4 separate regions of the Mus musculus genome follow, and regions 2, 3 and 4 are each linked to region 1. A link is a contact called in public HiCAR-type and promoter capture Hi-C data. All regions are on one chromosome and are shown on one strand. Each heading gives the region's core, a stretch centred on a gene start, on an enhancer-like site or on the middle of the called end of the contact. The rest is flanking DNA. Distances are from core to core; before and after follow the strand shown.

Region 1 (2,700 bases), core at 144-2,643:
AGGGTCTTGTGTATAAGTATCCACACAGGATTTCCTGTCTCTGAGGTGGCTTTTACATAGGTATTAGCCTGTGGCTGATAAGATCTCCCAACAGTTTTGCTGCTTATTTTTTACATTTTAAAAATCAACTTGCTTAACCCAACTAAGGCTATCCACACCCCCACACATGATTACTTATGTTATGAGATGAATGCATGCTGACACTGAGGTGTTTTTTCTGCTGTGTGAGACAGGGATCTTCTTATGTTGACTGGGCTCAGGGGGGCCTACTGCCTCTGTGCTTAGTCTGGGACTGATTTTTAATAACTGTTTTGGGAAAATAGTTCAAATTCTCCACTACTTTACTTGGAAGTATGCAAGGCCTAAGCAATGCATTTATATTTAATCATTTTATCCTATTGACCAAATTCTTCATTCCTTCTTCTTTCTTCGTCTCACCCTTCTCCTCTTCCTCCTCTTCCTTCTTATCTTGCTCCTCCTCTTCCTCTTCCTCCTCCCTTCTGAGACAAGGTCTTACCTGTAGGCCTGGCCAGCCTGGAATTTGCTACACAGACCAGATCCTCCTGCTTCTCACTTCATGGTGCTAGGATTAAAAGCATTTGCCACCACATTAAAAGCATGGATCACCACTCCCGGCCCATTCATCAAATTGTTTAGCACTTGATATACATAGAACACAGGAATACTGAGCAAATTTACAAAAACAAACAAAAAAAAACCAAAAAAAACCAAAACAAAACAAAAAAGACTTATTTTGTGTGTATGGGTGTGACCCACGTACATGCCTGATACACACAGAGGCCAGAAGAAGAATTGGAACTGGAAAGCAAGAAACAGAAAAGAAAAAAGGAAAGGAAGTAAAAGAAAGAAAAGAGAAGATCCAAGCACAGGCTTGAAGTCTTCTGGGTGGATTTGAGAGGCTCATCACCTAAACTTTGCCTTGCAACGTTTTTGTCAGCCAGTGAGATCCAGTTCCACACACCGCATCCGGGAGGAGCTGTGCTAGCCCTCTGGGAGTTTATAATTAAGTTCAGTGTGTGGAGGATGGAAGGGGAGGGAAATGGCATATAATTACAGAGTTCTGTTGGTGAGCGCCTGCCGGGCTAAGTGGCAGAAGTAAGAGAAGCGGATAAAGCTTTCCGCATTCTTAAACAAAAGTCCCTCAGAAGTGCCTGGAGGAACCAGGGAACGGGGTGTGCCTGGTTCTTTTTCTTTTGATTGCAGCCAGTCCCCGGCTTGCAGGGCTTCGGCTGGAGGCGCGCTGCCACTGCCCCCCTGGTCCTTTGGATCTGGGCCGCAGTCCCGGGACAGCCTCGGAGGACCGGCCGCCAGCGCGCACGGAAGTGCGCCCGGCCTTCTCCTGTGGGAGGCCACCGTGAGCGCGACTTCCTCTTTCGGCGGGGCGGCCCGGCCTGGCCGGCTCCTCCTCCTCCCCGGCCTCCTCCCCCAGTCCGGGCTGCTCACGGTTCCGAGGTACTGTGCTCGCCCCGCCACTTCTCAGCGCCAGGCACCGCGCGAGCCAGCGACAGAGCCGGAGTCCCGGGTCGGACACCGCTCCTCCTGGGTGCCGCCCGGCTCAGCTTCGCGCCGCCCGGCCGCCCCGCCGCCCTTGACCGCAAGCGCACAGCACAGCTCGGCAGTTCGGGGGCGCGCAGGCGGCGGGCCGCGGCCACCGAGCACCGGGACAGGGACTGAAGTCTTTCGGCTCTGCGCCCCGCGCGCGCCCCGGCGATGGCTGCTCCCGGGCGCCTGCTGCTACGCCCTCGCCCCGGCGGCCTCCTGCTGCTGCTGCCGGGTCTCCTGCTGCCCCTCGCCGACGCCTTCAACCTGGACGTCGAAAGTCCCGCCGAGTATGCGGGTCCCGAGGGAAGTTACTTCGGATTCGCCGTGGACTTCTTCGAGCCCAGCACGTCCTCGTAAGTGGCCGCGCTCGAGTCCCCAGGCGCCCCCTCCCCCACCGCGCACCCTCAGCGGATCCGCACCCAGCCGCTGGCTCCAGGGTCCTCCCGGCCCCAAACCCGCCTACTCTCTCCATGCCGCGGCTGGCCCAGGTCTGGCATGGATGAAACTTTTGTGGGGATGACCTAACCTGACACTCAGCATCCAGTTTCACCGTGTCCCCAACTTCTTCTGATTGGCTGGGGACAGTGCGAGAGAGCTTTGAAGGAGCTCTGTTAAGCATCCAGGAAAAGTGAGACATCTGTACAGGCTTGTCCTGCGAGACTTTTGGCCATCTCTTGTCATTCCGTAACTTGCTTCACTTGGCCCCAGAATTTTTTTCTTCCGTATCAACCAGTTAGCCTCTTCCTAGTGCTTTTTGCTTTCTGAAATTAGCTCTTCCTTCGTCTGATTCTCTCTCTCTCGCTCTCTCTCTCTCTCTCTCTCGGTTTTTTTCCCACTCCTCTTCTAGACACTCCGATGACTAAAGTGACCAAATTGTTGTATTAATTTGTAAAGGACTATGAGACCTTTGCGCGTTTAAGGTCCACCAGATGAATGGAATGCGTCATCTGCTCCTTTCTAGTCCACTATTTAGGTCATTGTTCAGACAGAGCGAGGGTGTTTGCTGAGTTTTCACTCTCTGCAGGTCACTTCAATGCTGAAGAATACAGCAGGTCACGTAGGCTTTCAAATTACTCACGTCCCGTGTTGCAAAGTTCCTGAGGATTTGTGACGGCTAATGTCGTGTTTTTGGATTAA
Region 2 (2,700 bases), core at 22-2,521, 950 kb after region 1:
TGTAAACAAAGTTAATCTTATTTGAGAGTCCCAGAACATGTGAGGCCTGCCCAAGGTTATATCAATACCTTTAGGCCTTAAGTCCTGGTCATTGCTATTTTAGCATAAATACCTGTATAGGTATTTATTAGCTCTATGTCCACAACCTTTACGGCAAATGTTAATTGTTCTTACATACTGCTTCTTAGATGGTTGAGGGGCCTCCCTCCCCACACCTCATATTTTTGTAATCTTCCCTGTTTTTCTATCCCACCGCAGGAAGATAGTGTGCATAGTTACTATGCCCAGAGTATTCGATTTTCCATCCAAGTCATTTATTTTGTTGAGTCAGCGACCTTCGTCTGCCAGTCTATCAGAGAATTGAATAAGGTTAGACAGCACTTTCTGAACGCTGCGTTTCCTTGGGAAATCGCCTAACTACACTGTGATCACTTCGTTAAAAATTAAACAAAAAAAATTTAATGGTATTTCTACTATTGGCCTTTTCTTCACTGGCGCCCCAGGTAGCTTGGAATCACTGTAGAATACTGTTCATCTGTGATGGAAACCCTGTAATCTGTTTCTCCATCTTAAACACGGAGGTTATGACTAGATAACGGCCTAGGCTCTGCACTCAGTCTGTAAGGCGGCTACATCCCGAAACCTGCTCCCAGATTTTCACATGCACCTGCAGGGCAGGGATGGTCAAGGTCGAGAGCTGGTAAGGCAGGGGGCGCTCACCCAGTCAAAGTCACACGGGTTGCCATCTTCGCGTTGCGTGGGGAGACCATTGCAAATCGGTGGCAGTTTCCTCACGAGGAGGAAAGCAATGGAAAGCAGAGCAGACAGAAGGCAATAAGGTCGGGCCAGCCATCGAGAAAGCCGCGGCACCGAGTACACCAAAGCAATCAGAGGCGCAAGGACAGCCATCTTTCCTGCCTACTCTCTCGCAGGCTCACTCCCGCTCCCCAAATCTTCGTCCTCCGCCCCCACCAGCAAGGCTTCTATTGGACCAAATATCAGATGCAACGCCTCCAGACCCGGATGTAGATCTCTTATTGGATGCTATAATAGATCAGAAAATGAATTAAATAGTCTATTGGTCCTCATCGTTGTCGCTTTTCTAACTGAGTCATTTTATTGGCTATTAGTCTGCGAACCACCTTCCTAACCAGTCTCTCAGGCGACGGAAGTAAGTTGCCGGAAGATGGTAGGCGGGGCTTAATGTATCCAATGATGGGACACTCTTAGACGAAGAGGGTGGTACCCTGTGAAAGTACTGTCCAATCAAAGTAATTAACGCCCGATCCCGGGTAACCAGGAGCGCAGAGTGCTATGGAGAACTTCACGGCACTGTTTGGAGCTCAGACTGACCCCCCACCGCCACCAAGCGCCCTAGGCTTTGGGCCTGGAAAGCCACCCCCGCCACCCCCTCCTCCTCCGGGAGGTGGTCCAGGCGCAGCCCCGCCCTCGACGGCAACCTCGGCCCCCGCAGGAGCGGATAAGTCGACGGCTGGAAGTGGCCCCTTCTACCTGATGCGGGAATTGCCAGGTGAGTAGTAGGCCAAGAGTAGCCACTCAGATTGTAGTTCAGGTGAGGGTGTGGCTAGCCTGTCCCGCTAGGTGTGAGATAACAGGGCTACGCGGGGCCAGTGGGCAACAGTGTCAGAAGCCCTTTGGCGATTCACAACCCTAAGGGATAACTTGATTTTCTGGGGTGGGTTTGGGTTGGGTGTGAATATCTGGGACAACCTTCAGCGAGAAGTTCTGTGATCCGGGTTCTCTGACTGCCGTTTGTGACTCTATAAAAACGTGAGCCGTTGTTTAGAACTCGGGAGACCCGATTTAACATTTCTGGAGACACTTAAGATTTTAGTTTAAAGTCTGTCACAAACTTGTTGGTTTGTAGCAAGTTGCCTTCCTTGTCAGGGACTCGGAGATTAACCTGTTCAAAGAAAGGATTAGAATTGAATCAATTCTTACTTTCATAAAATTATTCGGGGAAATTGTGGTGGTGGGGGGCGTGGCTCAGTGGTAGAACTCTTGCCTGCCTTGCAAAAGGCGTCGCGTTCACAGAATCATTTCTGAGTAGGTAGCATTCAAGAATAAACAAAGCCATCCCTGTTTGGATAGAGAGGAGATACTAGGTACAAGAAACTAAATCAGGAGACCTTGGGGGGCGGGGCTTAGAATATCTGAGGGGCAGAAGACACATTGGACTCAGGAAAGCGGAAAAAATCCAGTAGTGATGGGAAATAGGTAGAGGCTTTTATAAGGCAAGGTAGGTTGTTTAAAGTTCAAATTGAAGTCATTTCAATATAGGTGCAAAATGATCTAATTTAGTGATTTTTAGATATCCAGCAGAAACATGAAAAATGAAAATAGGATAATCAGAAGTTGCCAGTCAGTGTTCAGAAAAGGAATGGTTTGGACCAGGGCTTAGTGGTCGGGAAGCAAATGAATACAGGATACATGTTAAAGGTAAAGCCTACAGAAATAAAGAACTAAATATACACAGAGAGAGGAATTGTGAGTGTCCTGTACAAAGGGTACAGTAGTCTGAGACTAGGAAGGCATGGAAAGAAAAAATTTGAAGAGCTAAAACTTAAGAGGCGTTCTGGACATGTTAAGTCTTGGGGAACTTGTAGTACTCCATACCAGCACTCAGGAGGTGAAGGCAGAAGGAGCTATAGTTCAAGCCCAGCCTAGGAGACATGAGAT
Region 3 (2,700 bases), core at 49-2,548, 740 kb after region 1:
CCCTGACATGTATATACAGCAGAGGACTGCCAGGTCTGGCTTCAGTCAGAGATGCCACACATAACCCTTGAGGGACTAGAGGTCCCAGGGAGTGGAGAAGTGGGGGTGGGGGGATCCTCTTTGAGAGGGGACTTCGGGAAAGAGGAAGGAATGGGATGAGGAACTGTCAGAGGCAGACCAGAATGGGGTAACAACTGGACTGTAAAAAATCATTAAAGACCCATGGAAGGAGTTACAGAGACAAAGTTCAGAGCTGAGAAGGAAGGAAGGACCATCCAGAGACTGCCCCACCCGGGGATCCATCCCATAATCAGCCACCAAACCCAGACACCATTACATATGCCAGCAGGATTTTGTTGACAGGACCCTGATATAGCTGTCTCCTGTGAGGCTATGCCACCGCCTGGCAAATACAGAAGTGGATGCTCACAGCCATTTATTGGATGGAACACAGGGCCCCTAATGAAGGAGCTAGAGAAAGTACCCAAGGAACTGAAGGGGTCTGCAACTCTATAGGAGGAACAACGATATGAACTAACTAGTACCCTCCAGAGCTGTGTCTCTAGTTGCATATGTAGCAGAGGATGGCCTAGTAGGCCATCAATGGGAGGAGAGGCCCTTGGTCTTGAGAAGATCATATGCCCCGGTACAGGAAAATGCCAGGGCCAGGAAGCGGGAATGGGTGGGTTGGGGAGCAGGGCAGGAGGGAGGGTATAGGGGACTTTTGGGATAGCATTTGAAATGTAAATGAAGAAAATATCTAATTAGAAAAAGTGTGAAAAATGTAAATAGTAAAAAAATCATTAAAGATTATATATAATATTTTATATGATTTTGTATATGTACACAAAATATTATATATATAATTATATATAATATATTACACACATATATGTATATATAATATATATACTAAAATAATAAAATACCTGCTTATTATACTTGTTATATTAGTATGTTTTTAAAAACTGGTTTGGGTATAAACAGGTTGCACTTTCCATGCCACTCAGCAACTTTGCTTTCTTAGTCAGAACTCTTATTTTCCAATTATTTTGTTGTTCTTGACGTCAACATTCTGAAGGCAGCTCTCAACTTTGTCTCTCTTTCCTCTTGCTTTGGTCCCTCCTTCAGAAGGAAGCATTGTCACAAATCCCCTCCTTGTCTCTTGTGGTATTTGTTTGAGAACTCCCGTTTCCTAACCAGGTTTTCTGCGAGATAAGCACTGAGTAGCTGAACACAATGGACCCCAGCCACTCCCTCCCTGCAGCTCATCAAGTCACCTTTCCCTGGTTTAAGGAGTTGTCCGCCTTTAAGACAGGCAAGTGATGAGCCAGCCCTTTTGCAGCCCGAGGGAAATGGATTCCCGTAGGAAGTGGGACATTTCCTGTTTCAGAAAGATTTAAAGATCTGGATCTTAAAAGGAAAAGAAGTTGAAAAACATGTAGCTTTAAAAAACAAAATACACACACACACACACACACACACACACACACACACACACACACACACACACAAAGACTTCCTCTTTGCACTCAAAGGGGAAAGGAAACGATGCCGGACCGGGAAAGGACCGGGAAACGGGATGTTGAGGCTTCAGAGTCAGCGCAAATGCGTGATCTACAGCTACCCCTTCAAATGCCTGTCTTTGTATCATATACGTTATTGTCTCAATTTTTACTTCTATAACAGAATAACTAAGACTGCATAATTTTTAAGTTATAGAAATTTCTGTCATAATTCTTGATTCCAGAAACTGCCAAATCAGAATACTGACAAATAGAAAATACATAAATATTCTGAGTTCCATGCCAGCCTGGTCTACAGAGTGAGTTCCAGGACAGCTAGGGCTACACAGAGAAACCCTATCTCAAAAAAAAAAAAAAAAAAAAGAAAGAAAGAAAGAAAGAAAAGAAAAAGAAAAAGAAATAAAAAAGGCATGGGTGGACTGAAATACATGAATAGTGAAGTAATGTGTGCCCATTGAAAATGTTACAAATTTATAATTCATACAACATACCTCATGCCATTATGAGAGTCTGATCCACACATGTGATTATAAAGAGTATTTCTACTAAACATCTAGGTTTTAATTTGATTTTTTTCAAATACTTTCGGAGACGCTTTGATTCCATTTGGTTCCACGGGAAGTCCGTTGCAGCTGTGTTTTGAATGTACTGGGAGGTAAGGTTTTTGTCTGCCTGGTTCAGAATGCCGGCTTAGGTAGAATGCCTGCTAAAAACTCAAGAATAGAGACTCTACGTCTACCAAGTTAATCCTATTTAAAGGCTGCAGCTTAAAAAAATCACTTATTTAGTCATCTAGTCTGTGCTTGGTTCCAACGTAGTCAAAACCAGCTTAGATGAATTCGGTCAAAATGTCACTAACCACGTTCCAGACAATGTGGAGCTACCTGGGCCTAGAAGGACTGATTTGTATTAATCTCAGAAACAGCTAGAACCAAGTGACTGAGCACCATCAGGGATCTCTAATCGCTTTATTCTCTGTCTCAGGACAGCCTCTTCCTTTTTTCCCCTCCACACAGCATAGAATATGAGCCTCACCATTCCTGGATTCTGAGCCATTGAAAGAGTTCGGCTACTTTCTTAATACACCAGGTCCAAACAGCCAGTAAATAGCGCTGGCAATTTCAATTTGTAAACACTGGAACCTCTCACTGGAGTTCCTTTAAAATGGGACACA
Region 4 (2,700 bases), core at 43-2,542, 910 kb after region 1:
GAAAGGTGTGACTCTATCAAGGAACCCAGGACTAAGAGGGCATGGAAAGAAACAAAACCTGCTTCTCTTTGGAGCTGTATGACACATACACAGGACTGGTCTAACAAGTCCTTCTGATCTCTCAGGCCAGGCCACCTCCCTCTCCTCCCCCATTAGCCAGGTGCCTCTCTCCAAGGCCCTCCACTGGGACAGATACTGAATTTTTTCAACAGACACCGAGACAGCTACTCATCTAGATCCCTCTGCAACAGAAGCAAAGGGACCTTGCCTAGCCTTATAAGGAAAAAGCAGGGCTCGAGAGAAGCCGATAAGGAAACTAAGATAAAAGGGAGGGGTGGGGGAGGGGTCAGACTCCAGGAAGGGGACAGGCCAAATGCCTTTCTCCTTCCTGAAGGGAGGGCAGTAAAGTGAGAAAAATCTAACAGAATTTGATGATACTGTGTAACTCTTATTAAAAGAGAAGGAAGGGGGGGGTGAATAACATTTGAAATGTAAATGAAGAAAATATCTAATTAAAATTTTTTTTTAAAAAAAGGAAAGGGAAGGAAAATTCTTAAATCTGCTGTGATTTATTATATTCCCCCCAGCCCCCCCCCCCAAAAAAAAAACCCTAGAAGAAAAGCTTACGCTTCGGGTTTAGGAGAAGCCATTCAACTGACATGAACTCACATTCTTTGTTTTTAAAACACAGCTTCTCACCAATCCTTTTACTTTCTCTCTATGTCATTCCTCATCTCTTGCTCATCATTTGAAAATAACTTGGAAAAGGTGGAATCATGTACCTGAGCCATATGCACAAAGTCCCTCATTTTTCAAAGCCTTGATGAGACTATCAATAGATACCCCTTCTGTGAGGTTTTGGAAACATCTGTCTTTATGAACAACAGTGCATCTATGAAGAAAGCAGTGACAGGAAGCACGACACTTTAACTATATTAACAGGTAACAGGATGAAATGCTTTCCCATCTGAATGAAAGATAAAACCCAGGCCTAGAGCACAGTGTGCTGCAATCTCCCCATAGAAATTCTCAGCAGAATCTTCTCAGTACCTTCTGATCCAGTACCAACCTGTCTGTAAGGTGGTCTGGCCAGTACCTGTGTGATGGCCATATTCTCTGAAAACCTAGGTGGGCTCCAGCGGCTCTCTGCCCACAGTGCTATGTCTGCTTTGCTATACTAAGTGAACATATCGTAAGTAGCACTGCCGGTAAGCAGCCCTACTCAAGGCCATAGTACTTCTCCCCACACGGGAGGGTAGGAACTTTCTATGCTTCCAGTGTTATGAGTCATCCTAAGTACACAAAAGTTAAAACAAGGGGTTTTATTGTTATTTTTTGAGCAGGATATGATAGTATTACATACTTGTAATCCAAATACAAAAAATACAAGGGAGGCTGAAACAAGAGAATTTCAAGCTAGTCTGGGCTACAGAGTGAGCTCCTATCTTCTCTCTCTCTCTCTCTCTCTCTCTCTCACACACACACACACACACACACACACACACACACACACGTTTGAGGAAGGAAGTAGGGTAGACATGGGCAAGGAGTAGTGGATCCACCCCGAGGGACCTTTGGGTCTTACCTTCCCTTTACAAGGCAAAGCATTCCTCAGTTCTGGGGCTCGTATTCTATACGTTTCTTTTTTGTTGTTTTGTTTTTGTATTTAGAGACGGGGAGTCTCTCCTTGTAGCCTTTCTATCCTTGAACTCAAAGAGATCTGCCTACCTGTGGTCCCCAAGCATGAGCCACCACCTCCCAGCATCTGACTAAGTTTCTTTTTATAAGGAGCAAGTACTCAAATCAAAATCAGGTACTTCTTTATACCAATCACCTACTTTGATTGGCAAGCCTCATCTAGAAATTTAGCAAAAAACAGTCACCCTTATGCCACCTCAAATAAGAAAATCTCATCAAAATATTGTTTTTTAATTATGACATCTCACTAAGTCAAGCGCAAAGATCACAGTTGGGATGAGAAAGAGAAGGAACAAGAAGCAGAGAAGACTGTGCTGGCAGCATCAGACAGAGGGAAGGGATTGTTCTAGCGGTATGTTAGCAATCTGCCTCTAGGGCAGCTGTCCTCCTGGTCAATCAAAGGCGGGTCTGTGTGTGTGCTCAGAGCTAGCCAGCTTAGCAAGAAGTTGAGGACTCAGCCACCCAATCAACAGTGATAAAAGATGCCTACTTCACAGCTGGAATGAAGAGCAGGAAAAACAAAACAAGAAAGAAAGGGGGCAGCAGGAGGAGGACAAACTGTCATGGGTACACTACTTCAATCCCAGGGAACTACCAGCTATGCCCGGTTAGGGGTAAACATTGGCCACCTGCAGTAAGGGGATGCTGAAATCAAATAGGCAGGGTGGGTACTCCTGTGGGTAGCAAGGTGCCACACAGAAAGGCTCCAGGATTACCAGTTTCTTTGCCCCCTTCAAACCCCAAACAACTTCTGCAACCTACATAGTACATCAACATTATCTAACATCATCCATGCCCTCCTAGAATTCCATTCTTAATTAAATCCTAGATCCATAAATAAGCATAGCATACACAAAACTCAGTAAGCTCTTCAATGCTAAGAGATCAAGGCCATTTATATAACTCAAGTGCTGAGATGTAAAAGGCCACAGTCAGATCTCACACCCTCTAATCCCTCAGAGTAGCTAGCTGCTCTGAGACCCATTAGACACAAAGGCTGCT

Evidence for each region. Promoter capture Hi-C pulls out the DNA fragments that hold promoters and counts their contacts. HiCAR-type assays count read pairs that join an accessible place to other places. Capture Hi-C pulls out chosen DNA fragments and counts their contacts.
Region 2: a promoter capture Hi-C map of liver shows a contact between it and region 1, with 5 times the contacts expected there. The contact joins the promoter of Med19 here to the promoter of Itgav in region 1. A contact is called at or near these places in 8 of 39 promoter capture datasets (embryonic stem cells, hippocampal neurons, liver and 4 more), 4 of 484 Hi-C or Micro-C datasets (CD8 T cells, embryonic stem cells, hematopoietic stem and progenitor cells and 1 more), 12 of 115 datasets of contacts at active chromatin or transcription factors (the 230-238 cell line, the NIH/3T3 cell line, astrocytes and 7 more) and 3 of 9 other capture datasets (adipose tissue, embryonic stem cells and liver).
Region 3: a contact with region 1 is called in a promoter capture Hi-C map of embryonic stem cells, with 4 times the contacts expected there. The contact joins the enhancer-like site here to the promoter of Itgav in region 1. A contact is called at or near these places in 4 of 39 promoter capture datasets (cranial neural crest, embryonic stem cells and pre-B cells), 1 of 484 Hi-C or Micro-C datasets (embryonic stem cells) and 8 of 115 datasets of contacts at active chromatin or transcription factors (the 230-238 cell line, the NIH/3T3 cell line, embryonic hindbrain and 4 more).
Region 4: a HiCAR-type map of astrocytes shows a contact between it and region 1, with 3 times the contacts expected there. The contact joins the enhancer-like site here to the promoter of Itgav in region 1. A contact is called at or near these places in 3 of 39 promoter capture datasets (the C10 cell line, cranial neural crest and liver), 1 of 484 Hi-C or Micro-C datasets (the HPC-7 cell line), 11 of 115 datasets of contacts at active chromatin or transcription factors (the NIH/3T3 cell line, astrocytes, embryonic stem cells and 6 more) and 3 of 9 other capture datasets (embryonic stem cells, liver and macrophages).

What each region holds. Positions count from the first base shown.
Region 1 is chr2:83,723,004-83,725,703 of GRCm38.p6, forward strand. It overlaps Itgav (integrin alpha V), which reads left to right and starts at 1,394. Exons shown (of 30, transcript NM_008402.3): 1 at 1,394-1,916. The coding sequence starts at 1,732.
Region 2 is chr2:84,677,131-84,679,830 of GRCm38.p6, forward strand. It overlaps Med19 (mediator complex subunit 19), which reads left to right and starts at 1,272. Exons shown (of 5, transcript NM_025885.3): 1 at 1,272-1,531. The coding sequence starts at 1,315. It overlaps Tmx2 (thioredoxin-related transmembrane protein 2), which reads right to left and starts at 1,698. Exons shown (of 9, transcript NM_025868.4): 1 at 1,513-1,698; 2 at 721-1,044. The coding sequence starts at 909.
Region 3 is chr2:84,458,568-84,461,267 of GRCm38.p6, forward strand. The region is part of intron 2 of Tfpi (tissue factor pathway inhibitor); the gene reads right to left. Among named protein-coding and RNA genes, the nearest start is that of Tfpi, 14 kb to the right of the region's middle. Within about 2 kb of position 1,299, at least 28 of the 459 cell types and tissues checked have an H3K27ac peak or open chromatin away from gene starts, as enhancers often do. A contact at or near this core is called in embryonic stem cells, where this site is marked.
Region 4 is chr2:84,632,994-84,635,693 of GRCm38.p6, forward strand. All of the region lies in intron 1 of Ctnnd1 (catenin (cadherin associated protein), delta 1), which reads right to left. Among named protein-coding and RNA genes, the nearest start is that of Ctnnd1, 16 kb to the right of the region's middle. Within about 2 kb of position 1,293, at least 300 of the 459 cell types and tissues checked have an H3K27ac peak or open chromatin away from gene starts, as enhancers often do. A contact at or near this core is called in the HPC-7 cell line, the NIH/3T3 cell line, astrocytes and 6 more, where this site is marked.